7 separate regions of the Mus musculus genome follow, and regions 2, 3, 4, 5, 6 and 7 are each linked to region 1. Evidence: chromatin contacts called from public Hi-C, HiChIP or PLAC-seq and promoter capture Hi-C data. All regions are on one chromosome and are shown on one strand. Each heading gives the region's core, a stretch centred on a gene start, on an enhancer-like site or on the middle of the called end of the contact. The rest is flanking DNA. Distances are from core to core; before and after follow the strand shown.

What was found. Promoter capture Hi-C pulls out the DNA fragments that hold promoters and counts their contacts. A called contact is a pair of places that touch in the nucleus more often than the background predicts. HiChIP or PLAC-seq counts read pairs in DNA pulled down with a chosen protein or histone mark.
Region 2: a contact with region 1 is called in a promoter capture Hi-C map of liver, with 6 times the contacts expected there. The contact joins the enhancer-like site here to the promoter of Nfib in region 1. A contact is called at or near these places in 6 of 39 promoter capture datasets (the C10 cell line, HPC-7-derived erythroid cells, frontonasal cranial neural crest and 3 more) and 7 of 115 datasets of contacts at active chromatin or transcription factors (craniofacial prominence, embryonic forebrain, embryonic hindbrain and 4 more).
Region 3: a contact with region 1 is called in an H3K4me3 HiChIP or PLAC-seq map of craniofacial prominence, with 5 times the contacts expected there. The contact joins the enhancer-like site here to the promoter of Nfib in region 1. A contact is called at or near these places in 11 of 39 promoter capture datasets (the 3T3-L1 cell line, 3T3-L1-derived adipocytes, the HPC-7 cell line and 6 more), 1 of 484 Hi-C or Micro-C datasets (cerebral cortex) and 8 of 115 datasets of contacts at active chromatin or transcription factors (T-cell acute lymphoblastic leukemia, cardiomyocytes, craniofacial prominence and 5 more).
Region 4: a promoter capture Hi-C map of hippocampal neurons shows a contact between it and region 1, with 10 times the contacts expected there. The contact joins the enhancer-like site here to the promoter of Nfib in region 1. A contact is called at or near these places in 1 of 39 promoter capture datasets (hippocampal neurons), 1 of 484 Hi-C or Micro-C datasets (cortical neurons) and 4 of 115 datasets of contacts at active chromatin or transcription factors (embryonic forebrain, embryonic hindbrain, forebrain and 1 more).
Region 5: a contact with region 1 is called in an H3K27ac HiChIP or PLAC-seq map of heart atrium, with 4 times the contacts expected there. The contact joins the enhancer-like site here to the promoter of Nfib in region 1. A contact is called at or near these places in 7 of 39 promoter capture datasets (the 3T3-L1 cell line, 3T3-L1-derived adipocytes, the C10 cell line and 4 more), 1 of 484 Hi-C or Micro-C datasets (cortical neurons) and 3 of 115 datasets of contacts at active chromatin or transcription factors (embryonic forebrain, embryonic stem cells and heart atrium).
Region 6: a Hi-C map of cerebellum shows a contact between it and region 1, with 4 times the contacts expected there. The contact joins the enhancer-like site here to the promoter of Nfib in region 1. A contact is called at or near these places in 9 of 39 promoter capture datasets (the 3T3-L1 cell line, 3T3-L1-derived adipocytes, the C10 cell line and 6 more), 8 of 484 Hi-C or Micro-C datasets (cerebellar granule neurons, cerebellum, cortical neurons and 3 more) and 11 of 115 datasets of contacts at active chromatin or transcription factors (the NIH/3T3 cell line, cardiomyocytes, craniofacial prominence and 7 more).
Region 7: an H3K27ac HiChIP or PLAC-seq map of the NIH/3T3 cell line shows a contact between it and region 1, with 9 times the contacts expected there. The contact joins the enhancer-like site here to the promoter of Nfib in region 1. A contact is called at or near these places in 10 of 39 promoter capture datasets (the 3T3-L1 cell line, 3T3-L1-derived adipocytes, the HPC-7 cell line and 4 more), 5 of 484 Hi-C or Micro-C datasets (the N1E-115 cell line, muscle stem cells, myocytes and 2 more), 16 of 115 datasets of contacts at active chromatin or transcription factors (the NIH/3T3 cell line, T-cell acute lymphoblastic leukemia, a beta-TC-6 cell line and 11 more) and 1 of 9 other capture datasets (pancreatic islet).

The regions. Positions count from the first base shown.
Region 1 is chr4:82,503,882-82,507,297 of GRCm38.p6, forward strand. Nfib (nuclear factor I/B) reads right to left here and starts at 1,898. Exons shown (of 12, transcript NM_001113209.2): 1 at 850-1,898. The coding sequence starts at 879.
Region 2 is chr4:81,786,916-81,790,331 of GRCm38.p6, forward strand. No RefSeq gene overlaps it. Among named protein-coding and RNA genes, the nearest start is that of Gm11412, 45 kb to the left of the region's middle. Within about 2 kb of position 1,631, at least 6 of the 459 cell types and tissues checked have an H3K27ac peak or open chromatin away from gene starts, as enhancers often do. A contact at or near this core is called in liver, where this site is marked.
Region 3 is chr4:81,822,136-81,825,551 of GRCm38.p6, forward strand. No RefSeq gene overlaps it. Among named protein-coding and RNA genes, the nearest start is that of Gm11412, 80 kb to the left of the region's middle. Within about 2 kb of position 1,661, at least 13 of the 459 cell types and tissues checked have an H3K27ac peak or open chromatin away from gene starts, as enhancers often do. A contact at or near this core is called in craniofacial prominence and second pharyngeal arch cranial neural crest, where this site is marked.
Region 4 is chr4:83,181,786-83,185,201 of GRCm38.p6, forward strand. The region is part of intron 1 of Gm46887 (a long non-coding RNA gene); the gene reads right to left. Among named protein-coding and RNA genes, the nearest start is that of Gm46887, 3.1 kb to the right of the region's middle. Within about 2 kb of position 1,721, at least 33 of the 459 cell types and tissues checked have an H3K27ac peak or open chromatin away from gene starts, as enhancers often do. A contact at or near this core is called in cortical neurons, where this site is marked.
Region 5 is chr4:81,897,288-81,900,703 of GRCm38.p6, forward strand. No RefSeq gene overlaps it. Among named protein-coding and RNA genes, the nearest start is that of Gm46886, 35 kb to the right of the region's middle. Within about 2 kb of position 1,539, at least 18 of the 459 cell types and tissues checked have an H3K27ac peak or open chromatin away from gene starts, as enhancers often do. A contact at or near this core is called in heart atrium, where this site is marked.
Region 6 is chr4:81,935,667-81,939,082 of GRCm38.p6, forward strand. Gm46886 (a long non-coding RNA gene) reads left to right here. Exons shown (of 2, transcript XR_001784536.1): 2 at 137-482. Among named protein-coding and RNA genes, the nearest start is that of Gm46886, 3.2 kb to the left of the region's middle. Within about 2 kb of position 1,890, at least 9 of the 459 cell types and tissues checked have an H3K27ac peak or open chromatin away from gene starts, as enhancers often do. A contact at or near this core is called in cerebellar granule neurons, cerebellum and hippocampal neurons, where this site is marked.
Region 7 is chr4:81,968,791-81,972,206 of GRCm38.p6, forward strand. No RefSeq gene overlaps it. Among named protein-coding and RNA genes, the nearest start is that of Gm46886, 36 kb to the left of the region's middle. Within about 2 kb of position 1,866, at least 27 of the 459 cell types and tissues checked have an H3K27ac peak or open chromatin away from gene starts, as enhancers often do. A contact at or near this core is called in the NIH/3T3 cell line, the SN4741 cell line, muscle stem cells and 2 more, where this site is marked.

The sequences.
Region 1 (3,416 bases), core at 648-3,147:
ACCACTTCTTCATTTTACCATCTGACTGAAGGGATAGAAACTAGTTTGGGTTTTTAGGTATAAAGACAGTGTTTTACCTCCTAACGTTGTTCCTTAAGGCAAATTTCCAAGTTAAAAAAAAAAATCTCACTTTTCTGATACTACTTTATGCCTTGCGAGCGATGTTCAAATATCATCAAATGAACAAGTCTCACTTTTAAAACAAACGTGTCCTAAAAGTCCTAAAAATTCACCACAAACACTTCAACTTCTTGTCAGCGTAAAAGATCGCCTCTGAAGTGAGGTCTTTAAAAACCCGAAATGTGGGTCACTGTAGAACAGGACTTTAGGCACCCCAAAACGCAAAGTAATAAGTCCTCTGGACCACCACCTAGACTGGCGGCGTCACCCGCCCACTGTGGGCAGCAGAGTCCAAAGGCGCTCAAGCCTAGTTCTCAGCCCCTTGCCCAAGAGTCCATCTACAGACGCTCCCAAGCCGGAGTCCGCCCCACGCGCACCGGCCAGGGAGTGAGGGTGCCGCCGCGGCCACCACCGCCGCCGCTGCCTTCGCCGCAATCTCCTTAGGGGCGGACAGGGGCTCACGGCCGCAGGTCTCGGCCCTGCCCACCCCCAGCAGCCTCGCCCGCCCGGTGCCGGCTCTCCCCGCTCGGGCGCTGGGATGGGCGCACACGGCAGCCGTGGTCCCACGCCGCCCGCACAGCCCACCGCAACTCCGCACTACTTCTCGGGGAAGACCAGGGTGTGCCAAGGTTAGGCAAAGCCTTTGAGGGTCTGCAGCACAAGAGCAAGAAGACACAACAAAGGCGTCTGGGGCCAGAGAAAGCTCGAGAAAGCGACCAAGATAAGTACCTGAGTGAGACAGATGGGAGAATACATCATGACTTCGCCTTAAAACGCACTTTCCCGGAGATGCCCAAGAAAATCTTCCAGAAGCAAGGATTTCATCTATTCATTTTACAGTCATCTGAGCCCAGCGATGCGATCAATCAGGACGGGGCACTGCGCCGGTTCACCGCAACTTCGCAACAAACCCAGTCCTCCTTAAATAGCCAAAGATTCAAGTTCACTCGGCGAGCTAGATTTCCCGGGGTGAAATCCAATCTACACTTTTAACCCTCTTGCGGTTCGCGCGCGCCGGCCGAGCTCTCCGAGGCTGCCGCCGCTGGTGCAGGCTGCTGGTCGCCTGGTTTAGGGGATTTGTTTTCTGTTTTGCAGTTGTTGTTGTTGTTGTTTGTTGTTGGGGGTTGGGGTGCGCGAGGGTTCGGTGTGGGTTGGATTGGGGTGATGGTGGGTGGTGAAATGTTTTTTTTAAAAAAAGGCGGGGAGGGGGGCGCAGGAGGCCAGGCGGTGGGGAAAGCGAGGAGAATGTGTCACCGCGCTGGTAAAGTTCAAGGTTACCGCCGCCAACACTGCAGCAGGATCCGGGAGTGGCGATCGCAGGCGAAACTTTGCTGCGAGCCGACCACGTGTGTGCGCGAGGGGGAGCGCAAGCGAGTGCGCGCGGGTGGCGGGGCGCGCGCAGGAGAGGGCCGGGTGGGGGTGGGGGTGGGGGGGAGCAGGGAGAGGCCGGGGTGAGGGAGGGGGCGCAGGCGCGGAGCTCCCGGGCGGAAAAGCCTTTGCTGCGCTCCTGCCCCGCCGCACCGCCGCCCGCCCGCTTCGCCCCGGGTCTGACCCGCCGCGCGTGGACTCCGCTGCCGGTGCCGCTGGCCACAGCCCACGGAAAGGATCGGAAGGACCTCCTGAAAAAAATCCCAAACGATCGATCCCGCTTGGCTGCAAACTCCTCTTTTCTGTCCTGGGCTCTATTCCCCCTCCCTCTCTCGCTTTCTTTCCTTGAAAAACTTGCAAGTTGAAAGATTCACCGGTTCCACCCTCTGGACCCCGCTCGAGCTCTCTCCAAATCAGACTTAAGGATTGTTTTATTATTTAATTACACAATCACCGCTTTACTCCTCCTCCTCCTGCAAACGCGCGTTCCTTTTGCACCAGCCTCTCCACACCCCCCGCCCCCCACCTTCCTCCTCCTCCCGCGCGCCTCCCCCAGCCCTCGCGTCTCTCCCCCTCATTTGTTAAAGGTATCAGACCGGTGCCACAGTATTGGGACTTTTCTTTTCTTTTCTTTTCTTTTTTCTTTTTTCAAAAATAGCTCTTCTCTCTGCCACTCTTCGTTTACCCCCGAAAACCCGCCCAGGGAGAGGTTATTTCACTGCTCGCTGCAGACGCTCAAGACGCGAGAACATCCTAAGGGGAGAAGCCCTGAACCGGCCTGGGCCCAAGAAAGAAACGAATGGAAAATTCCCTCACACCCAGGCCGCCCCGAGCCGGGGCTAGGGCGCCGACTCTAGCACCCCAGGCGGCTGGAGGGAGAGGGAGGGTGGAGGCGGGGGCCAGAGTGAACTTGGCCTCCTGGAGTTGCAGCGGACGGGCGCGGAGCCCGGGGCGCGGCGGGCAGCCCAGCCCGGAGCTCGCACTGGCGATCGGAGAGGGGCGCCGGGGTCCCCAGGGTCCCCCGAGCCTCGCCGCAGCGGCCCGCCCTCCCCCGGCGCCCGGTGCACGTGGCCGCGCTCGGAGCGGGAAGGCCGCGCCACCGCTCGCCCCTCCTCTCCTCCTCCTCCTGCCGCGCTGGCCGCGTCCCAATCCCCACCCCCAGAGCCCGGGGCGCCGGCGGAAAGCGGCTCCCTTCCCGCGGGGGTGCGGGCAGGGCGGGGCCGCGGCGCGCCCGAGGCTGCGGGGCGGGAGCGCGCGGGGTGCGTGTGCGGCTGCGGGTCTCCCCGGCGGCTCCCGCCGGCTCCCCGCCCCGCCCCCCGCCGAGTGAATGAACTTGATTCCCGGGACCCTGGAGGCGACCGGCCAGCACCCCCTTTCGCGCGGGCACTCTCTCCCACACACACCGCCCCCCAAATTCCGGGTTTCCGCTAGGGGTGGGTGGGGAAATGGAGGAATCAAAGGCTGCCCCAGACAATGGAGAAAGAAAAGTGAGCGCCCGGGGCTCCATGTCGCCCTAGCTTGGGGCCGCCGAGCGTTTCCAGGCCCCCCGCGGCCTCCCGCTCCCACCCCGCGTCCTGGACTTTCCCCCCCTCAACTTTCTCCAGTCCTCGCACTCCTGACCACCGTGCCCTCCCCCAGCGGACCTGAAAGAACCAGTGACTTTTTCCTTCCCCAAGTGGAAGTTACCCACATCAAGCATTTCACAACGACACATCAAGAAAAGTAGGCAGGTTCAAGTCAACCATGAAATGGTCACTTTTTAACCCCGTCCTGTCCTCATTAGGGAAATGCTCAAACACAGTCCGTTTTCAAAAAGCGCTCTTAATGAGGCGAGCTTGCCAAGTCTACCAGCTGCAGCCCCTGTAAACCAAGAGCCTGGTGAAGAAAGGCGCAGGGGGTGGGGAGGCGGGGAGGGCGGCGGGTCTAGG
Region 2 (3,416 bases), core at 381-2,880, 720 kb before region 1:
AAAGTAGGGGAGCACTAGGGCTTATGTCCATAATCAAATCCAAACTAGATAGAAACCATGATGGGAAGATTCAACAATACCCATCAGAATAGTGGGAATTGTTGGGTTTTTTACAATCTAATTTTAATAAGGGTTCAGCTTCTCCTGTAGCCAACCACACAGCAGAGGTTGTGGAAGAGAAAAGTTATTAGTGTATATTGGAAGTGGACCTGTTCAGCAATAGTTCTTTGGGGAGCAAGCTTGATCTTCTTAGGCAGCAGTTTAATCTCATAGCAAACACCAAATATGACTCAGCAGCTGCAAACCAGTCCTCCAGGGCAGGAAGACACCACGCATGAATTGTTAGCTACAGTCCAGTCCTTTCAGCAAGCAGTCTCCGGGCATGAACCAGCAACTCTAGTTGAATCCTGAAGGAACCGTTGCTAAGGTGAGGGGGCAGAAGTAGCAAGCTGCCACAGGAACTTCACAAGCAGTTTTTGGGCAAGTTTCTCTCAATGGTAGTGTTATCACAAGTTGAGCTCAACAATGCTATGTATGGTAAACCAATACTTGTGTGTCTTTAGCAAAGAATAAGAGGCAGAGCAAACCAGTGTTCAGTGCTCATCTCCCACTGACTGTGGGGTCATATTTATACTCCTTCGTCAAGCGTCCTTTCATGTGTTTGCTATATCAAAACATTCTTTCACCTGTGTCTGCTTCAGGAAAACATTCTCTCACCTGTGTGGCACAGCAAAGCATCATTTGACATAACTAACTTTCCAAAGAAACTAGAAGTTTCCACTGCAGGCAATTGTGTTTTCCTAATTGGAAATAACAAAACCATCCGCACATAGAGTAGTCACTTCTCTATGAGTCTAAAGTAAGTTCTGCAAAACTCTCCAGGATGTAAAATGGAAGAAAACTGAATCAGGTTTCTCACTGAAATTCCCCTGCTTCAAGGTGTTTAGAAATGATTCAAGTTATAAGATTGAAATAGACCAGGACAGGAATATTTTTGAAAATTAATCTGTCTTCATACCTGGCTAGCATTTGTGTTGTTTTCAACTGCTCTTTAATAATCCCAAGTTTTGAACATTAAACATTTTCATATAACATTACTGGCAGAATGAAACTGTCAAACTCCAGCGGAGGCAATTTAATAGCTCACTTTCTCCTCCCAGAGCCAGTGAGGTGAGAGCTTCTGGAATAGAAACATACTTGAAGACAGTTTCTTCTCCAGAAACTTCTTGCACTTGGAGAAGGTTCTAGCTGCTAAAAATAATTGAATCTTCTACCAATATTTCATTAATTTTTCTTATTTTCTCCTGGGAAAACTAGAAGGGCATTCTTTAGCTTTCAAACTGTAATTAAAGAATGCTTAGTCAAAGCTGAACATCTGATTAGAAGAGAGTTGAAAATTACAGGTGCAGATTCTGGGAGGGTGGTGGTAGGCATTGCAGTGCTATTGTTAGTTCTGCCAGTGAAAATAAGGCCTGGGAAAGCCAGAGGGTGGAAGTTCCTGCACTATCCAACGCTAGTCTACTTTTTTCTCTTGTTCAGTGAAATCTAAGTTTGTGGAGCCAGAAGAATGGGACGGTAACTCTGGAGACCAAGCACTCACTGCAAATATTTACACCATCAAATGCAGAGCCTCATGGTCAGCTGTGATGCTGACAGTCCTGTATGGCACTCATGATGGGCCTTCACCTTGAGGATAGGCCAATAACAACACAGAAAATCACTGAAGAGAACAGACATGACTGCCATGAATTAAATGCTTCTCCACATCGTCATCATGTGACTTTTTAATTCACAGTGTGAACCTATCTGGACAGCTAAGTATTCCACATTTCCATGGAGAGGCACTTACGACTTGGGAGGTGGAGTGGTGGAGTGGAAAGAACATGATTTAACTCATAAGCCTAGGTTCCCATCCAGCTCATACACTTAATAGCTCATAAACTTAGGCCAGCTAGTCTCTCTGTCATTGTTTCCTCGTTTTAAAAGCTCCCACTTTGCGGTGTCTTGTGAGGACACGATTAGAGCAAACATTTGGAGAATGTGTGCTTTGGAAGCCGAAACGGCTACCCCAACACGAATGCTTTGACTTCATTAAATTGGCCAAATGATTTTCCCTCATTGATCAAGCTGACCTAATTTAGCAGTAATAGAAACACACAAGTACTTGTAAGTGACAGTCTTAGGGAATGTAATTCAGCTGGTCCTGAAACATGAATCTTTCCATTAACATCCCATTAAAAGTTTTCTTTTTACAAAGATTTATTTATAGTATTATTTTATGTATTCAAGTATTTTGCCTCTCTCTCTCTCTCTCTCTCTCTCTCTCTCTCTCTCTGTGTGTGTGTGTGCCTGGTACTCAAAAAAGTTAAGATGAATAGATAAAGTCCCTGGGACTGGAGTTACAGGTGGCACCTTACCATGTAGGTATTAGGAATCAAGAGAAGCAAGACACTCATCCTATGAACCCATGAACCAGATCTGATTATTTGCTTTTGGTAGCTGTCTGTGTTGTCTCAATTTTCAGTCACACTCCAACCTCAGTACATAGTTTGCAAAGGCAGTGATCAAGTGATCAATGACCTTACTTGGTCTTTACAGGGCACGGTTCCTCAATACTGTTTATACTGCACACAGCACATTTATTGAGTACTTGCTGAATAAATACCAGAATTCATAAAACATTATTACTACTCCACAATGTTTTAGCCTAAGAACGTGACACATTGATAAACAGAGTTCTAGTCTGTATGGAAATTGGCAAGTAAATATGAACAAAAACTACACACTTAATTTTCTTTTTCTACAAATTTAACTTTTCAAATAAGCACATAAAATTGTTCATACTTATATGTAGCATGAGGGTTTGAAATATTTTGTGGAAAGGTTAAATCTAATTAACAAAAGCATTACAAAGTCATCATTTTGTGACAATACTCATTACCACTCTCCTAGCATTTTCAAAAATATAGTAATTATTAAACTATAGTCATCATGCTGAAAATTCATTTTGATGAGATAATTCTAGGCTATTTGACCTGTTTTATTTTAAAATTTTAAACATAGAACAAAGAAAGTAGTTATGCTGGCCTGGCAAAGGGGTGGTAGTAGATTGTTTTACTGATGACCTCACTAGCCCAGGGAAGTTGGCTTGGTTGCCATTAACAGACATAATTTCCATCCTGTGGAATGGGCCAATTAGGCAGCTGTTGGTTACCACTAACACGTGGGTCCCGTGTATTGTACTTTAACAGATAGATATCTTGCTGTGCCTGTACTTGTTGTAGTTACTAAGTGTGGCCCCTGGGTAGGACTACTTAATTGCTTCTCTCCCTTGGCACCTTTCGTAGAATTTTCTGATATCATGGAATCTACACTACGGACAGAGGCTTTCAGGTAAGATCCAGCTCAAATCATCT
Region 3 (3,416 bases), core at 411-2,910, 680 kb before region 1:
TGTTGGGGAGAACAGTAAATGAAAAAAAGATGGAGAAAAGTCAGGAAGTCAGGCAAGGCATGCCAATAATACAGGGCATCAAATTGATTATGTTTCTCTTTAGGAACCTAGTCTCAAAACTAATTGCTTCTTTATGTAGGATTCTTAGTCCTGACCTCAAACTGAGTAAATAATGACAAGTCTCGTTCTTTAATAAGCATGATAGGATTAATATAATCAATTTTCACACCATATCCTAAAGCTACAGGGCATTGAACTTGAAATCTGGAAAACCCATGTTCAAGGTCTCCTGTTGTAAGTTCTGTTCATTCTGGCAACACGTTTCTCTAACTCTTAATTGTATCATATGAATACTGGAGGCAACAGTGAGAAAGATGTAAAAGTGTCTGTTTTCATTGGTTTCTTAAGGTTCTGTGATTTTGAATCAGGGTCTTATCATGTAGTTGTGTCTAGTCTGGAACTCACTGCATAGCCCAGGTTAGCCTTGAACTTGTGGTCCTCTTGCTGTTACTTCCTAAGGGCTGGCAGGACAAGCATGTGGGACCCTATGTCACACTAGACTATGGTATTCATTAAAGCCTCTCCTAATAGTAAAATTGCAATTTAAGCCAAAAGAAACAGAATATAACTCTGTCTGTCATGGTTGCAGGATAGTCTCTACCTAGTTTCTGTACTCGAAAGAATATTCTTGTCCAAGATGCTGAGATTTTGCCTTTTATTTTACACCAAACATGGACAGAGGTAATTCAAAGCATGACAACTCAAATTGCCAAATGAAGTACAGTTCGATGCTGACTTTGCAGTGTTAGTGATTAGGTTCCATTTGCTCTTTCTTTGCCAAGTTCTGCAGCGTTCATGCTCCCAAGGGTTTTCATGCAAAACCCTAAAAGTCTTAATAAGAAAGTTCAGGTGCAAAAGAAATTTCTAGCTTCCTGGAGATGCCACGGTGTGCGGAGATAGCACTGTGAACCTGTCTTTTGAACAACACCTAAAACAATATGCCCAGGCTAAGTAAGTGTTGCTTCCAGAGAAAGGCAGGCATTGGTTGAGCTGTGTTGCAAGCCTGCACTCTTCCATCCATCCTAAACTCTGGTCCTCAGCTTCTTTCTCCAGGTTGGCTAGCAATACGTCTGTTCTTAATTTGTGGTCAGCTGCATGGGTGAGTTCAGCATAGCTAATTTTGGAACGAATTAGTTGAGGTAGAACCTTTGACAGGAGCCGAGTATCAAAACCTGAATTCCTAGGTCAGTTATCTGGAGTTTGCTATAATGGGGTTTTTCTGAATCAAGATGTCACCATGTTGGAGTCCTAGGATCTGCATCAGATGAGCAAATGCTGAAACAAGGCTGTAACACCCACACGGTTGTACCAGCAGTAGGTGTACACAAAGCCATGATGTTCAGGACTGCATGAATGCTGAAGAATGATTAAAACTGAACTTCAAGGAATTCGGGTTTTAAACTGTTAATGTGCAATAACAACCTCGTGGGTTGGAATGAAGTGTTTGAGTTGATTTCCACTAGAAAGTTTTGGCTTATTAGGGTTTCCAAGGGAGACAGAGGTTTTTAGCTTCCTGTTTGGATACTGGGAAGCTTGTCTGGATTTCCTCTGGTTGATCTACTGCAGATACTGTAAGTGTTCCAGACACAGTTCTGAGGTACAGGGATAGCAAACAGCAGGCCCAGGGAGCTCTGCTTCTCCACAGCATGGAATTAATTAGGCTGCACACTGAGTGCCCCAAAAGTTTATTCCAGGGTGATTCAACTGAGGAGGAAAACGTATCCACCTTTCCTATAAAAGGCCATGTTATTTCTTAAATTGAGATGGAGGAAGATGTACTCTTATTTATAAGCCGCCGAGGAAAAGATTTCTAATTTGAAGTATAGATCTTATTTAATTTAAGAAGTTTATAAATAATGTTAGTTTCTGTGTCACAATATGCTCTCCTTTGGAATGTGAGTCAGTGGTAGGGTGCCTGCCTAGCGTGTGTGAACATGGAATAGAATTTCAAAGAGACAGGGTCCAAGACTGGGGTTAGATATAGAACACAGGCCAGTCAGGTGACGATGTAATCTCTGCAAGTTTTCGTTTCTCCTTTCTAGCTTCAGTAGCAGTAGGAGTGCACTGCTGACTGTTTTCTTGGCCAATCAGCCAGAGGTGTGGTGCTGACTATTATGTAGTACCAGCCAATCTGCTGGCTTTCCGTGATTATATTCACAGCTCTGAAGAAATGATTGCACTGGCTACTTTTTAAGTCATATAAAGATCAAATAATATAATATACAAAAAGGCCTTCTTGGAAAAATCTGAAACTCTGTCTCTACCGCCATGATGATTAGAAAATAATATAGCTTGAGTTTCAATGAAGTATAATGATAGAAACATTTATCACTACTTTAGATTTATATTAGTGATTCGCATCACAGAAACATTTGCTTCAAAATGCTACTGCATGACTCTAAAAATATCCTTTCATATACCTTTTCATATTAATTTGCTTGAGCAGAACACATTTATATTAAATGATTATGGCATCCCTGTTATTATTCTTTCTTGTTAGCTCAAGTAACAGGTTTATCACAGAACTAAAAATGTATTTATGCTTTTAATTATATATTGTTTGTGTTTATCTGTGTGTTTATGAGTGACACGCCAGTGGATGCCCACAGAGGCTAGAAGATATCATGGACCAGAAGTTACACTGACTGTGAGTTTGTTCATCACCAAACTGGTACAAGAGTAGCAAGTGCTCTTATCTGCTGAGCCACCTCTATATCCCTAGAACTAAAGAAAATTTTGTAAGAAAGATTTAGTTAAGTAGCTTAAATAATATCTATAGGCAGAGAGTCTTTGTTTATGCTGCTGTGTATGATGAGATAAAATCCAATGTTAAAGAGAAGATATTCTGTAGGGAACACGCTGAAATGTGGTATTCCTTGTATTTATGTTAAAATTAGATTTAAAGACAGCTCTTCCCATCCTTCAGTGGGAGACATGCTAAATCCCATCCCTCCCCAATCAGTTCTTGGCCAAATACGCATGCACGCACACACACACACACACACACACACACACACACACACACACTCACACACACACACACACACACACACATGCATCTGTATCTGTATCTGTGTGTGTGTGTGTGTGTGTGTGTGTGTGGGTTCTTTCCTTTTATCATACCATATGCTTTAGCAAATAAAAATGGAAAGACAAAAATAAACATTTAATTTTACAAGTTATATGAAATGTATACAGAAGGATACAATTTGTAATTGTATCTTTTAGTTAGTTGAATTAGGAATTTGAGACTCTTCTAATGTGGATCTTCCAATTTGATACCCTTGGAGTCTGAAGTGAGCACTACCTAGCTCTAAAAACAGAGAGAGACATTTTCTTATTTTGGTTGTTGAATA
Region 4 (3,416 bases), core at 471-2,970, 680 kb after region 1:
CACCCACATGTGTTGTTAACAGCTGTCCAACACTCCCTTCTGGCTTCTCTGGGCACTGTACTCACACACACACAACCACACATATATACATAATATATAAAAAAAATTTTAAGTCTTATTTTTTCCACATCAGTTTTAATGGTTATAATGGCTTCCCACAGGAAATTGAGAAGAAAGCGCAAAGATCTTCCCTCTGCAATCCCTCACAGTCTCCCCAGAAGGGTAATTCTGACCCAGGGCGCTACATCAGTTACAACTGGCAATGATATATACATTACAGAGTCATTTCAGTGCCCTAGAAGTCCAGTTACACTACTTCCTATTGGTCAATCAGTTTTATCTTAACAAGAAGAAACTAGGTTTCTAGTCCTGAGGTCTGATGCTGTAAGTTCAACAGAAACCAAAGATTCATCACTGCATATACTAGGTATTCAGAGACCACTGGGATCACCCCTTCTCAGATCGGACACAAGTATTCTCAGGAATAAATTGCCTTTGATTCAAAGAACAAATGAGAGGATAGACTAAACCTGCCTGGAATGACACCCAGGTAATTCGATACGCACATGCTAAACAGTGCATGCACAACACAGGAATGCCAAAAACACATAGAGCCAAGGATCCACAGAGTGGCCCCAGAATAGCTATCACTCCATTGCCAAGGGCTCTGAAATAAGACTAAGAAAGGAACTTTCTTGCTTGAGGTCATCAAAACATTGTTAAAACGAGAACAAGCCTTCCCACAGTGTTCTTTGAAGACCACAGTGTACGCTTAGAAGTGGACGTTTCCTTGGCTGAAAGCCAGTCTCGTTCCTTTCCACTGATCAGATCTCTTGCTGAAGACTGTCTGAAGGGAAAGTGGCCTAGGCATCAGATGACCCAGGAAACTCATCCCTGGAGGTAAAATTGATACCAGTGACCCAACGTTCTGGAGGGCACAGTGAGGAAAGGAAGCACACCCACTTGCCTACCCAGACTCCTTCAGTGCCTGTCAACAGATGGTGAAGATATAGAGCTAAAGGGTAGCATGAAGGTGTGGCCTGTAGGTGTGATCTCAGGTGGACTGTAAGTGTGATCTCAGAGTGGACTGTAGGAGTGACCTCATATTGAGCTGATGGTGTGATCTCAGAGTGGCCTGATAGTGTAGACTCAGAGAGACCTGATAGTGAGACCTCAGAGTGGCCTAAACCATAATGCCTTTGATTGCTCCAGCAAATTCCCAAGTACCAAAAATCTCTGATTTTCCCATTTCAACTCTCTCTTCTTGTTAACTGGAGACAGAATCACCAATAATGTGTGTGGGTTGTTCTTTTTTTCATGCCTTTGTTTACATCTAATGGTGTAGCCTTGTGTTTCAAAAAATATTTTCTCCTTTCCATTACTTTGATGATAAAGATCATTATCACCCCTTCAAAACAAAAATTCTGTACCAAAGCTGGAATACTTCATGAGAGAGAAGGTGCTTCCGTGTTCTTGAGAGCGAACAGTGAAGAGCATGAGTCCCCATTTTCTGGTCTAAGCATGAGATGACAGAAAGTGGGGTCACTCAAACAACTCAGATTGCCCCCGCCCCCTCCCAGAACAATAACACTGGGAGCAGCTTCTGCAGCTCAGAGGAAGCAAGTGTCTCTAATTAGGGAGCAAGAGCAGCTGAGGTAACTATTCTGGCAGCTGAGAAATTGCCTGATTTCTGTTTGTGAAGGTTGCCACCTACTGAGGAGCCTGCAACACTGCACCCGGCCTGAAAGAAAGGGCAGAGGATAAGGAGAAGGCAGGGTGAGGACAATAATACACAGGGGCATGGTGGACGGTGCCCACATGGCACACAGCATAGAGTCATGGTTATGAGAGGGTTCGGGTGGGAAATTGCATGTGGGAGAGGTCTACCTGAGCCTACAGGGCTCCGTGAAGCTTCTCCAAAGGGCTGAGGAGAGAGTGTGAAGCAGAAGTCAGGGGACTCAAACACCGAAGGAAGGAAATAATGGCAGACCCCAGGTGGTGGCAGCACTGGCCATAGAAGACCATTTGCCCTAATAATTTGTATTAAATGATACTTGACCCGGAGGGCTTTTCGAGGATAAATTAGGACACCCCCTCCCCCCAAAAAAGTTGAAGACTCACCAAGGCCTGACAGAAGTGCCCGGCAATTAAGAATCAATGAGCAGGTAAAGATGCCCCTGGGGGAGGCACAGAGAGGTCTTTGTGCTCATAAACACTAGGGAACCTGGAATGTTAAACACACAGGGCTGTTCCTTCAAAGGAAGGGATATACACCCTGCTACCTGCCCAGAGATCTGGAAGCAGACGTAGTTAATAACACGGTGATCTTTGTGCTATATGAGTGAGCTGGGGACCACACCAGACACTCCCCAAAACTCCTATCGTGAGCTTATTTTTCTCAATCTACAGAACTCATCTCTACCGAATGTGTCACAGGTACTTTACAAAGGATTTCAACATAGTCACATCCGATCTTTATTTAGCTTACTTTGTTCTTCAAGGAGGTTTATGTGGGCTTCATTGTGCACATGTAACCAGGAAAGTTTCCACCAAATTGTGCACTGCTTTAATATGCCTAAACTACTCGAGGTCAGATTCCCACAGTTTGGACCAATACCAGCTATTTAGTCGTGCTGAACGAAATTGCATGCTGATCATTACTCTGCTGGATGTGGTGGTTGTAGAGAACACACACACACAATCCAATCAGAAATCTCTGGACAGAGCTGGCTACTGTGACTCACACCTGTGATCCCATGTGTTCAGGATGCTGAGGCAAGAGGATTGAAGTCAATTTCAAGGCCATACTGGACTGCATAGTAAATTCCACGTCAGCCATGAGTGAGAATCCAGTGGCTGTGGCTCCCTCAAGAGCCAGCCCTGTCCCCTAAGACACGAAAGGCAGCAACTGGCCCACAGAAGAATGTCCCCATGTTTCTAGACCATTCTCTTCTTTTAAACATCCCATGTTTCTGTTGCTAACATCAATGGATCGGAGGGGTGGGGAGAAATACTCCTGGGGCCAACAGAGCAGCAGAGAAAGCATGCAAGTGCTAACAAGGACTCCAAACTCCAGGAAGAGCGTGAGGCAAACAAGTTAATCTGGGTGAAAAGAGACAGGCAAGAGCTTTTTACTAAGGAAACCGGGTTTTGGCCAGTACAGTAGTTTATTCAGAAACCTCGGGCCTAGTTCCACTGTGAACAGCCATATTTGTTTGGGCAAGTCACTTCAATTCTTAGTCTCAAAGAGAAGGCCCTGAGCACAATGATAAGAAACAAATGCCCCTATGGTCGTTTCCCAGGGTTTGCCGACACCCATCTTTCAGTCTTGTGCAAGGGAGGGCCCAAGGAAGGGAGGTAAAAGGCAGACAACTAGAAGCTAACTACTGGAGCCTCCCTACGCTGTTCATATGGCT
Region 5 (3,416 bases), core at 289-2,788, 610 kb before region 1:
TTTTCTATATCTTGATCTAGGTGGAAGTTATGTGGGTATAAGAATATGTAAAAAATAATCATCAAGCTATATATTAATGATTTGCATACTATTTAAAGATAAAATAATGTAAAGAATTATTTGCTTCCCACATGTATATATGTATGATGTCCTCATCAAATTCCAAAAAATGATTGAATGTTTTTACAAAGATATGCACAATTGCACGAGTACAAAATAAATAAGGGAGAACACTGGAGGAAAGAAAAATAAAGACAGGAAATAAGAATAAGAAGCCAGAGTTAATGCTATTACTGCCAAGCATATGCCATTAAGCCTGGCTTGGTTACTCTTGGGGGGCTGCAATTCTGGCTCTGCGCCTATGAAAAGAAGAAGACGTGACTCACGATGACCACAAGATCAAAACAAAGCATCAGTTCTGAAGAAGTCTAACTTTGCTGGGTCTTAAGGACTAAGAGACTTTTCTCCCAAGGGTCTACATGGAAAGAACACTGTGAAATGCACCAGCTCTTGTCCCCGACAGCATCCATGCAACAGTGTGACAGATACTTTTTACTGGATTTTAAAAATACAAGACACTGGTATTAAAAAACATTACAATTCAGAAGATAAAATAATTGCACAGGGCCAGCAGGACATAGAGCTTATTCTAAAGTATTCTCTCAAGCCTAACAGGTATCCTCAGAGTTGCAAAGCAGAGGAGAGGTGAGGTGGTCTAGACAAGTCCTTAAAGCCTTCATTAAAAATAAAATACTGAGCTAGGCTTTAAGCAAAGACCTCAAAGCATCAGATGATTGGACAGTAGTAAAGGCCACTCCTACCTCGCAGGAAAGAACAAGAATGAGTCAGAAGATGGAAGAAAGTGTGAAGAGAAGCAAACACAAAGATTGAATAAGCGATGAGATTGGAAAGAAAAACTGAGGTCAGACATGCTAAGAGCTTTTCAGATAAAGGGGAGAGAAACACAAAGATAGGTCAGGATCTTGCCTCTAATAGCATTAATAAAAGACAATATTTAGAAGGATAAATCGTACTGTCTTTGACTGAATAAATTTTTTAAAAAGCAAGAAGGAAAACATGTAAGAAGGCTCTTCCCAAAGGGTTCCTGACAATGAAAATGCCCTTGCGCTCAAACAGACACAGCTTATTTGCACTTGACTGGCTGAAGGTAATTGTCCCCAAGGCAACAATGAGGGTACACTCACAACCACAGGTCAACTCCAAAGGCTGGGCCAGGGTTTAAATTTAGACTGTGGTTTGAAACAAAAAACAAAAGCTGTTTAAGGAAGCATGTTTTAGATCCTTCTCAACACAACATAGAGGAGAAGCAGGAGCTGGGAAACAAACTATTTTGGAAGGGGTGAAAAAGATAGCCTAAGCCATGAACACGGGGAATGGGCGGTCTGTAAAGAAATGTTTGTATTGAAACCAGAAAGCAGGGCTGCCTCCTTGACTTTCTCACTGAAAAGGAAGTAGGCAAAGAGCATGTAAACAAAGCAGGTCTTGGCATTCTTGCTGGCATGGCTTGGTGCTAACTGGTGAAATACCCAAGAGACTACAAATTCCCCTCCTTGAAGAGAAAGGCAGTCCCTATGCTAATTCTGGACCCAAGGGCAGCTAGTCCTTTGGAAGTGAACAGCCTCCTGGAGCAGTGTTTTGGTAGCCAATAGGTTCCTTAGAGCAAGTTTGCTGTTCCAAATTTGTGTCTCTCAATGTACTTAACCTTCTAGATCAGCAATCATAAGTACCTGAAGAAAGCTTAAACAAACATAAAGGTTTAAAACCTTCCTCCTGCTCTGCCCCAGGTGACAAATACTGTGTATATTGTTTCTGTTTTCTTATTGGCATAATTGGAGGGTTTCAAGGAAAGAAATTCCCCGAATCTTTGGAAGTGAACATAAGAAGAAGCTTCAACTGTTGGTCTAGATTTCCAAAAGCTGACCCAATATGTTGGACTGGAAATAGCACCCACTCCCCAGTTTTCTCAGGCTCAAGTTTCCTTTTTGGTACCTTTGGAAGGAAGCACCCACCCACGACACCCATAGACATGTGTTGAATTTTCTAGGACTCCACATATAATAATCTGCAGGTTTAATATTTCTACTGCCAAAAAACCAAAACCAAAACCAAAACCAACCAACCAACTAAACTAATTTAAACTAAATATATATGTGTGTGTGTGTATATATATATATATACATACATATATATATATATATATATATATATACACATATGTGTGTGTGTGTGTGTAGTGTCTATATACTCTATATACATAGAGAAACAACAACAATCACTTGACTAAAAGACAAAACATGTAACTCTATGCTCCAATTCTACTCCTTTTCTCATGATACTAGCCCAGTGTACTTTTCTAGGGTTTCGGTCTTCTCAGCTGTAGACCAGGAACCAAAGCCTCCTTCTCTTCTTCCTTTTAGGCTGCTGTTGAGACACAAACTGGGAACATGAAGGTCATGAACAAGGTTATAGACATAAAACCCTCAGTACTGAACTAAGAATTGTAGCATTAGCCCAGTGAGTTTTCACAGTGGAGAAAAGGTTTCCAAATCCCCTTTCACCCTTTTGGAAAGAACCTTTCTTGTTGGGGTCATTTCTACAGAGCTTTCGATATGTACCAACAAAAAGAAACTTCAAGTTGAACCTTCAGTGTGCTATTGCTGTGATTTGATCAGTGGGTTGTCAGGCTGTATCACCTTCCTGGGTGTGTGGCTGGTAGGAAAGGAGAAGCCAGGAACTTTGCTAAGTAATCCATCAAGAGCTCTGACTTTCAAGTTTTAAGTAAGGGAAATGATAAAAGAGTCCTTTTCTCATGTACTTATACCTTGGCCCTTTGCCATCCTCACGCACTGAGCTACAAGGGCCTGGAAAAGAGCCTGGGCATTACATAAGGAAAGCCACCCTAGCATTTGGGAGACAAAAGAACAGCTTTGAGAATGAGGTTTTTTTCCCCCAGTTAGACAGAAGCCAATTGGGCCAACTCAGGGCTGGAGCTCATAGAAGTCTAGATCTAAACTTAGCTGAACTCGAGATACTTGAGTTAGCTCCCAGATAGGCAGTCAGTCACCTTGCCACGACTTTGTTTACTCATTTGAAAATAGATATGAAAAGTGATCTCACCACAGAGGATGCTATGATAGTGAGGGCAAGAGGAAAAAGTAACTCGTCAGTTTTTATGTCTCTGCAAATTCTTTTCATTATTGTCACCTAATTATAATTATGAGGTCCGAAAACCCAACTTTTACAACAGTTGCACATGAACTAATAATCGTATCAATATGATACATGCAAATAAAGTAATACAAAGTGCAGTAATACAATTTTGTAACAGTATGTTATATTTTATATACTTAAAAGTACAATAATGTATTAATGTATCTGTATTACTATGAAAATCA
Region 6 (3,416 bases), core at 640-3,139, 570 kb before region 1:
ATGAAATGCAAGTGTATGCATTATTTCCACCATCTTCGTAGCAAAACTAAGTTCTACTGCCTATATTCACACACAGAAAAACAGAACTTCACTTTATGACTTCCGTGGTGCCTAATGCTGCTTGTCTCCCTAACAGGATCTAGAAATTGCCTAAGTAACAAGATCTAGAGTCATCTAGGAGACAAATCAGAAGGTGTGTCTGGGAGAGAGCTTACAGATTAGCTTACCCTGATGGGAAGACTCACCTGATATTTGAAGGACACCATTGTATCATCCCATCCTGAATAATAAAAGAATAAAAGCGTAACCCCAGCATTCGTCTGCTTCTCCTTCTGACTACAGAAGCAATGAGACCAGCTACCTCCATCTCCTGTCGCCATGATGAATCACCATTCAAATGCCACTCAAAGTAAACCCCTCCTTCCTTGAGCCGTTTTTGTCCTGTATTTTCTGAGCAATGAATAAAGTCACTTGTCACATGATAACCTACATGAGCATCTTCTGAAATAGCCTAGGACTTTATCTTCACCCACCCTCTGATATATCAAGCTATCTGAAAATAGCGTTTCTGAATGACTTAGATTGAGTACCTCTTGCCTTTAGAGATTCAACCCACAAGTTTCGTACTCTTTCCTTTTGTTTTAACATTGTTTCTGAATTTCATTCCTTCAATTTCAAACTAATGGGGGGGGGGGTAAATTATATACATTTATGCTATATATAACATATATAATATATATTGTTTGAATAAAATGAGTATTTTCCACCATTGCTATACCAAAAGGAAGCACTGTTTTGTCATAACTTATAGCTATTGAATTTTTGAAGATTATGCTCAGATTTTATTCTTTGTCATCTTTGCCGCTTCTAGCACCAGAATTCAGGGTACAGACACAGAGTGTGTGTATTCTCCTTAGTGTGTATTCTCAGTACTCTTTCTTCAGCCCCAATGTTCAATATGTTATAAAGAGCTTTGATCACAAATGTTTGCAGACTAAGAGATAAAATTCTGGGGTAGGAGAAAAGAGGGGTCGTATCTTGGGTTTCTCGATAACTGTATGTTTAGGGGCAGCTTATAAAAGTTGCCTGGTTTTGTTTTGTTTTGACTAGAGATGGAGAATACCTACCTGTAAATTCTCAAGGCCAGTGGGTAAAAGCAAGCATTTGCATGAAGTGGTGAATCTGGTAACTGGCATATAGCAAGTATTGTAAAATTAGAAGTTTTCTTAATGATTTGGTTAATAATTCTAAACATTTGGAGAAGAGAAACAATTCACTATATTTTCTAACTTCAATTTTTTGTAAGCTAGCAGTCTAACAATAATAGCTTTGTGTCTTTACTATAAGATTCTTGTTTGTATTTGTAATTGTCTCACAAATATAGTTTTCTGTTCATTTACTTGTTTTGTATTTTTAAGACAGGTACTTGCTATGTATTCCTTGATGTATGAGAAGTCACGATCCTTTTAATTCATTCTCCAGAGTGCTGGGAATTCTTGTATTCAGCATGACAACCAGCCTAATGAGAATGATTTTCAAGTCCCTTCTTACCTTCATTCTTTGAATTGAGCCAGCATCCATATTGTATTTTCAAAGGAATGGCACTTACTGCTTGACACTACTGCTGGACTCTAAAATAAGAGCCAACCAGAATTTAGGACTGAGTGAGCAAAGGGCTCTGCAAAGCTCCAACTGGTTTGTGTAGCAAAGAGCAGGCAGGCAGGACTCCTTCTCCTTCACCTCACACAAGGGAAGGATTGATCCTTCTCTTCCTCTTCATCCCCCACATCCTAAACAGATTTCCTGAAAGACCTTCTGGTTACGTTCTCATCCCCTTGGCAAGGCAACTTGTACGCTGAGCCAGTCAGCTGTCTCATTGAGATTCACTGCCAGGTGGACAGCTTTGATGGCAAGGAGGTGGCGTTCCGCCCAGTTAAGCAGCTTTCAAGCCTCAAGCCATAAAGATGAGCTCCTGGCCCTTCTTCCTCCAGGAGGATGCTGCAGACATATTGCCTGCCCTTGGAAGTACGGCTTTCCTGTGGTGCAAATTATTGAGCTGTGCAGAACACCTTACTTATTGCTCTCTCCTCAGAGCACTGGAGACACAGACCTTGTCCAGTTTCTTGTGTCAGCTTTTCTTTGCTAGTGCTGTTCAAGTAATTAGCTAGAGTTGGAAGCAAGAATTAAGTTGGAGGAATTTAATCTCAGTTGATGCTGCTCTTTATATCCACCAGGAAAAAAAAAAGAGTGCTATAAAACATGAAGGAAGTGAAGGAGCTCATGTTTCTGAGTATTTCTTTTATAATGGGCCTTGCATTTTCAACCAAACACACCAACAGCTGTCCTGTGGTGAGGAAACATGTTATGTGCTCTTGCCCATTTTATAGACAGGAATACTAAGAACAACAAAAAAGATTTAAAGAAGACATTTAAAAACCAACAGAATTTTACATTTTTTTAAACCACATATGTAATATATGCTAATTTTAAATGGAAAATAGTTAAAAAGAAGTAAGATAGTCCATTAAATTAAGAATTAGAAAGAAGCACACTGGAGGAGTCCTGAGTTGCTGGCTCATGTGCAAGGAACAGAAAGGTGAGAATTTTCCCCCAGAAACCTTGTTTGGAAGTGGTCTCTTGTGTTTGCACCAACTCACTCCTTCTCGGAGGAGATAGAGAGAGATACAACCTCGCTCTATGCAAGGGATGACCATTTTCCTGAAACCTTAGGCCTCAAAAGAATGTGTAAGAGTTTTCCAGCAATCCATAACCATTTGGAAAATTCAAAGGCAGAAATGAGCCATCCATGGTTGTCTAGCAAGAGAAACAGGAAAGACTTCTTGCTCATGGGAGCCATCAGCCAACCTAGCGATGCCCAGATGAGGGCTGCAAGAATATTTCCTGTAAGGACACTGAGGGAAGGAAGTTGAGACCATTTGATTTCTCCCTAACAAGGCATTTCTTATGGGAGTGTGGGGCCTCTGGACAAGCTATGTGGAGGACCACAGGAAAACCTATGAGGCAGCATCTGGAGCAAAGAGAACTGTCATAGGTAGCTATTGTGTTTCGACCTTGGCAACTAAACACCAGAGTGAGACAGAAAGGCACGGAGCTTGGGGAATGTGCTCAAAGTGAACTACATGTACTTGTATGAAAATTACTGAATGCCATGAAAACACCAGCCAAAGTTTTCTGAATGAATCGATAAAAGCAAATACATTTCCCTCAACATTAGTGAACTTGTGAGGGCTCCTTAAGACACTGTCAGTCAAGTTTGGACCCTTTTGTCAGTCTCCACCCTGCTTGTCCTCTGTGACTTTCTTTCTATATTCACAGGACACAAAGCATAGAGAGGATGTCAACATTGTGGAGAACAAGCTCTGCTCCCCCCAGGATGGCTTAGATGTTTGGAGCTG
Region 7 (3,416 bases), core at 616-3,115, 540 kb before region 1:
CGGTGCACATGGGGAGGCCAGAGGAACAACTTATGGGAGTCAGTTCTTTCCTTAGAACATGTGGGTCCCAGATGGAACTCAGGTCATTAGGCTTGGCAGCAAGCACCTTCAACTGCTGAGATATTTTGCAGCCCATCCATCCTTCATCATTTTGATTATAGATCTCCCTACAGCTTGAAAGCGTCTCTTTTTATTCACCTGCTCATTTGTCCAGTTGGTCGTTCTCTCGCTCATTAAAATATACAGTCCAAGGGGATAGAGGTTTTCTCTGTAATGTATTAGGTTTTACCTGCTCTTAGGAGGCATCCAAGTCCATGAATGTTTGTAGAATGTGAAAGAGACCATTGATTAGTGATAAGTACCCATCTATAATCCTATACACACACACACACACACACACACACACACACACACACACACACACACACATATATATATATATATATATATATATATATATATATATATATATATATAATTTTTACTAGATAATACTCTTATGTACTCAACAATCATAATTTTAAAATCTACATGTTTATCCTAATGTGCGTGCGTGTGTGTGTGTGTGTGTGTGTATATATGAATACTACAATACTGGGGTACTGGGGAGTGGTAGTCTCTGGAACTGAACCTAGAAACCAGTTTATATTTCTTCTATGACAGGGCAGCTGTCTACCTGTTCATTTCTTTTGTTCATAAGATGACTGTCATTCTCCCTTACCCTAGTCTGATTTAGAATCTGCTCAGTAGCTGCAGCCCTCTTTACAGTTCATACCTACCACTTCCATGTGCCTAGCCAGTGGTAACTATGCACGATCTGATATCTGATATCATTATGAGTCCTCTTTACAAAGTTTGGGGTCTGGTAATTCAACTTTCTTTAGAGTCACTAGTTTAACTCCTTACTGAAACATAGGACATTGAGCCCTATCTCCAATGGTATAAACCCTCCCAAAGCAAACCCACAGATCTGATATTCCACAACAATGAGTTTGAGGCCACACATGAGGCAGCCACTGCTGGCCACATCCCAGCTGTGCTGCAGAAGGGTGACTAGCAGCCATGGTTTCCAGCTCAGGCTTCTGTAAGGCATCTCCAGAGGCGTTGGCAGTGTTAATTGCTAGCTCCTTCTGGCATGCCAGCCATGCTTCTTCATCGGGAAGACCATGCCATGTGCAAATAGCCCCCTGTGGTACTGCGACAGAACCCACATTTGGCAGCAAGCAGCAACATTTTAAAAGATGTTTTATTTGCTTTAGAGTTAGGTTCATTATGCCCTACCCCATCCTCCTGCTGACATTTGGGGACTGAAATATGTTTTTTTGTTTGTCTTGTTTTGTTTTTGTTTTTCCCATTTGTGGTGGGATTTCATCAGGTTACAAAGTTCTGTGTCCAGTGAGATTGTTGCAGAAGGGAGCCCATAGCTGAGTGTATGGACTAGTGTTTATATTCAGGAGTGTGGGAGCAAGGAGCTGTTACATGGGAAGGGAACACAGTGGGAAAAAGAATCTTCCTCTTTCTGAAGCCTGTGACTGACTTCCGTTCTGCAGTACTGCCCCACATGACCTAAGTCATTCTCATATCATTTTAAATTCTCCCTGTAGAGCTCCTCAAAGGGAGCCTTGGTTGTGACAAGCAAGCTTCTGTGGCTGACTTCCTGTAAGCAGAATCTCCACATCATTTTTCTGCCTGATTTAACTTGATCCTTCAGTAACCGGGATTTAGCCAGCTACTCTATGAAACGACACCAAGTCACATTCCCAAGGTCCGTAATATGCCATTCATTAGGATGACTCTCTTGGCATCCACTGTGGGTGTCCTCTTGCTACACCGTAAGACCTAGGGCAACAGAAAGAAGCCAAGCCACTGAAACAGCTGCTGTAGGAAGCGCTGTGGTCAGAGGGCCAACGCCAACGCCAAAGGCATGCAGCAACTGAAATGCAGATGTTCGATTTGGCAACACGACATGGCATGTGGGCCGTTCTGAGTCAGTGAACCAAGTGGGGTGACAAGGGTTTTCTTCTTACAGAGTTTGTCCTGAGATTGAAATTGCTAGATTGAATTCTCTTACTTCAAGAGATTAACTGATTAGCTACTGGGGACTCATGCAGTGAGAACATTTTGTTCTTTCTTGTCCCTTTCGTGGGATAGATCTTCAGGTGGAACAAAGAGATATGTACTCAACAGTCCTGCTTCATCTGAAAAGCCACCACTGGGGAGTCTCCCAGACACATGTGAAACAGAAACTCTTTGTTCTTGAGGCTCATAATCTAAGTTTCCTATCTTAAATTAAAGACAGGAAAAATAACACAAACAAACAAACAAACAAATCTCATACTCATCTCCAAGGTTGACACTTATACTACTTAGCTCTCCTAAGTTATATGTGCCTTCCCTAAAGTTTAATAGAAAGCTCTAAATTCTTCCACAAATTTCACATGCTGAATTCCTCATTGTTAGCACCTCAGATAATTATCTTATTTGGAAATTGAGTCAAGAACATGTATATGTATGTGTATGTGTATGTGTATGTGTGTGTGTATGTGTATGTGTATGTGTATGTGTGTGTGTGTGTGTGTGTGTGTGTGTGTGTATGTGTATGTGTATGTGTATGTGTATGTGTATGTGTATGTGTATGTGTATGTGTATGTGTATGTGTATGTGTATGATCAGTGTAGTTGAGATAAGGTCACAGTAGAGTCTAATGTGTATCTTACCTCATAAGATTGTTATCCTTATTAAAGGGGATATTGACCAGAGACATGTAGAGAGAACAGCATGTGAACAGAAGGGCAGAGATAGAGCAAGGAACACCAAGAATGCCAAGGAATATCAAAGTCACCAGCAAGTCACCAAGAACTAGGGGGATTAAAGGTGTGGAGAGGGATTTTGCTTCCTAAGGAGGGACCAAACAAAGTCACCACATAGGAGTACACTATAGTATTCTGGGACTATTTATGAGAGAGGAAGTTTCTGTCCTTGATTCTGTTTGTGGTGCTTGTTATAGCAACCTTAGCAAACTAATTCATACAGTTATTGCTTTCTGGTCTGTGGGCCCCCATCGTTCAAATTAAAGTCCTTGGGCTAATTCTCTCCACTAATTTTCCACACACGCTTTAGGGATTAAAAAGTTGAAAATGGATGTAGAAAATGAACAGATCCTGTTACACCGTTTTCAGTATCTTTTCAGTGTATTTAACAAAGCTATTGGTAAACCCTATATGAGTCGAAAAGTCAATGCCCTTTCGAGGCCACGGAAAAGGAGGATTTTAAGGCCACGGAAAAGGAGGATTTTAAGAAGTGGTGACTTTGAAGCAGGTATTGTGATATGATGAGACTTGAGTATACCGTGGGGCTTGCTCTGAGAAACAGGATCTGTAAGATGATAAAAGCCAAAGGCGACTCAGTGTGTTATG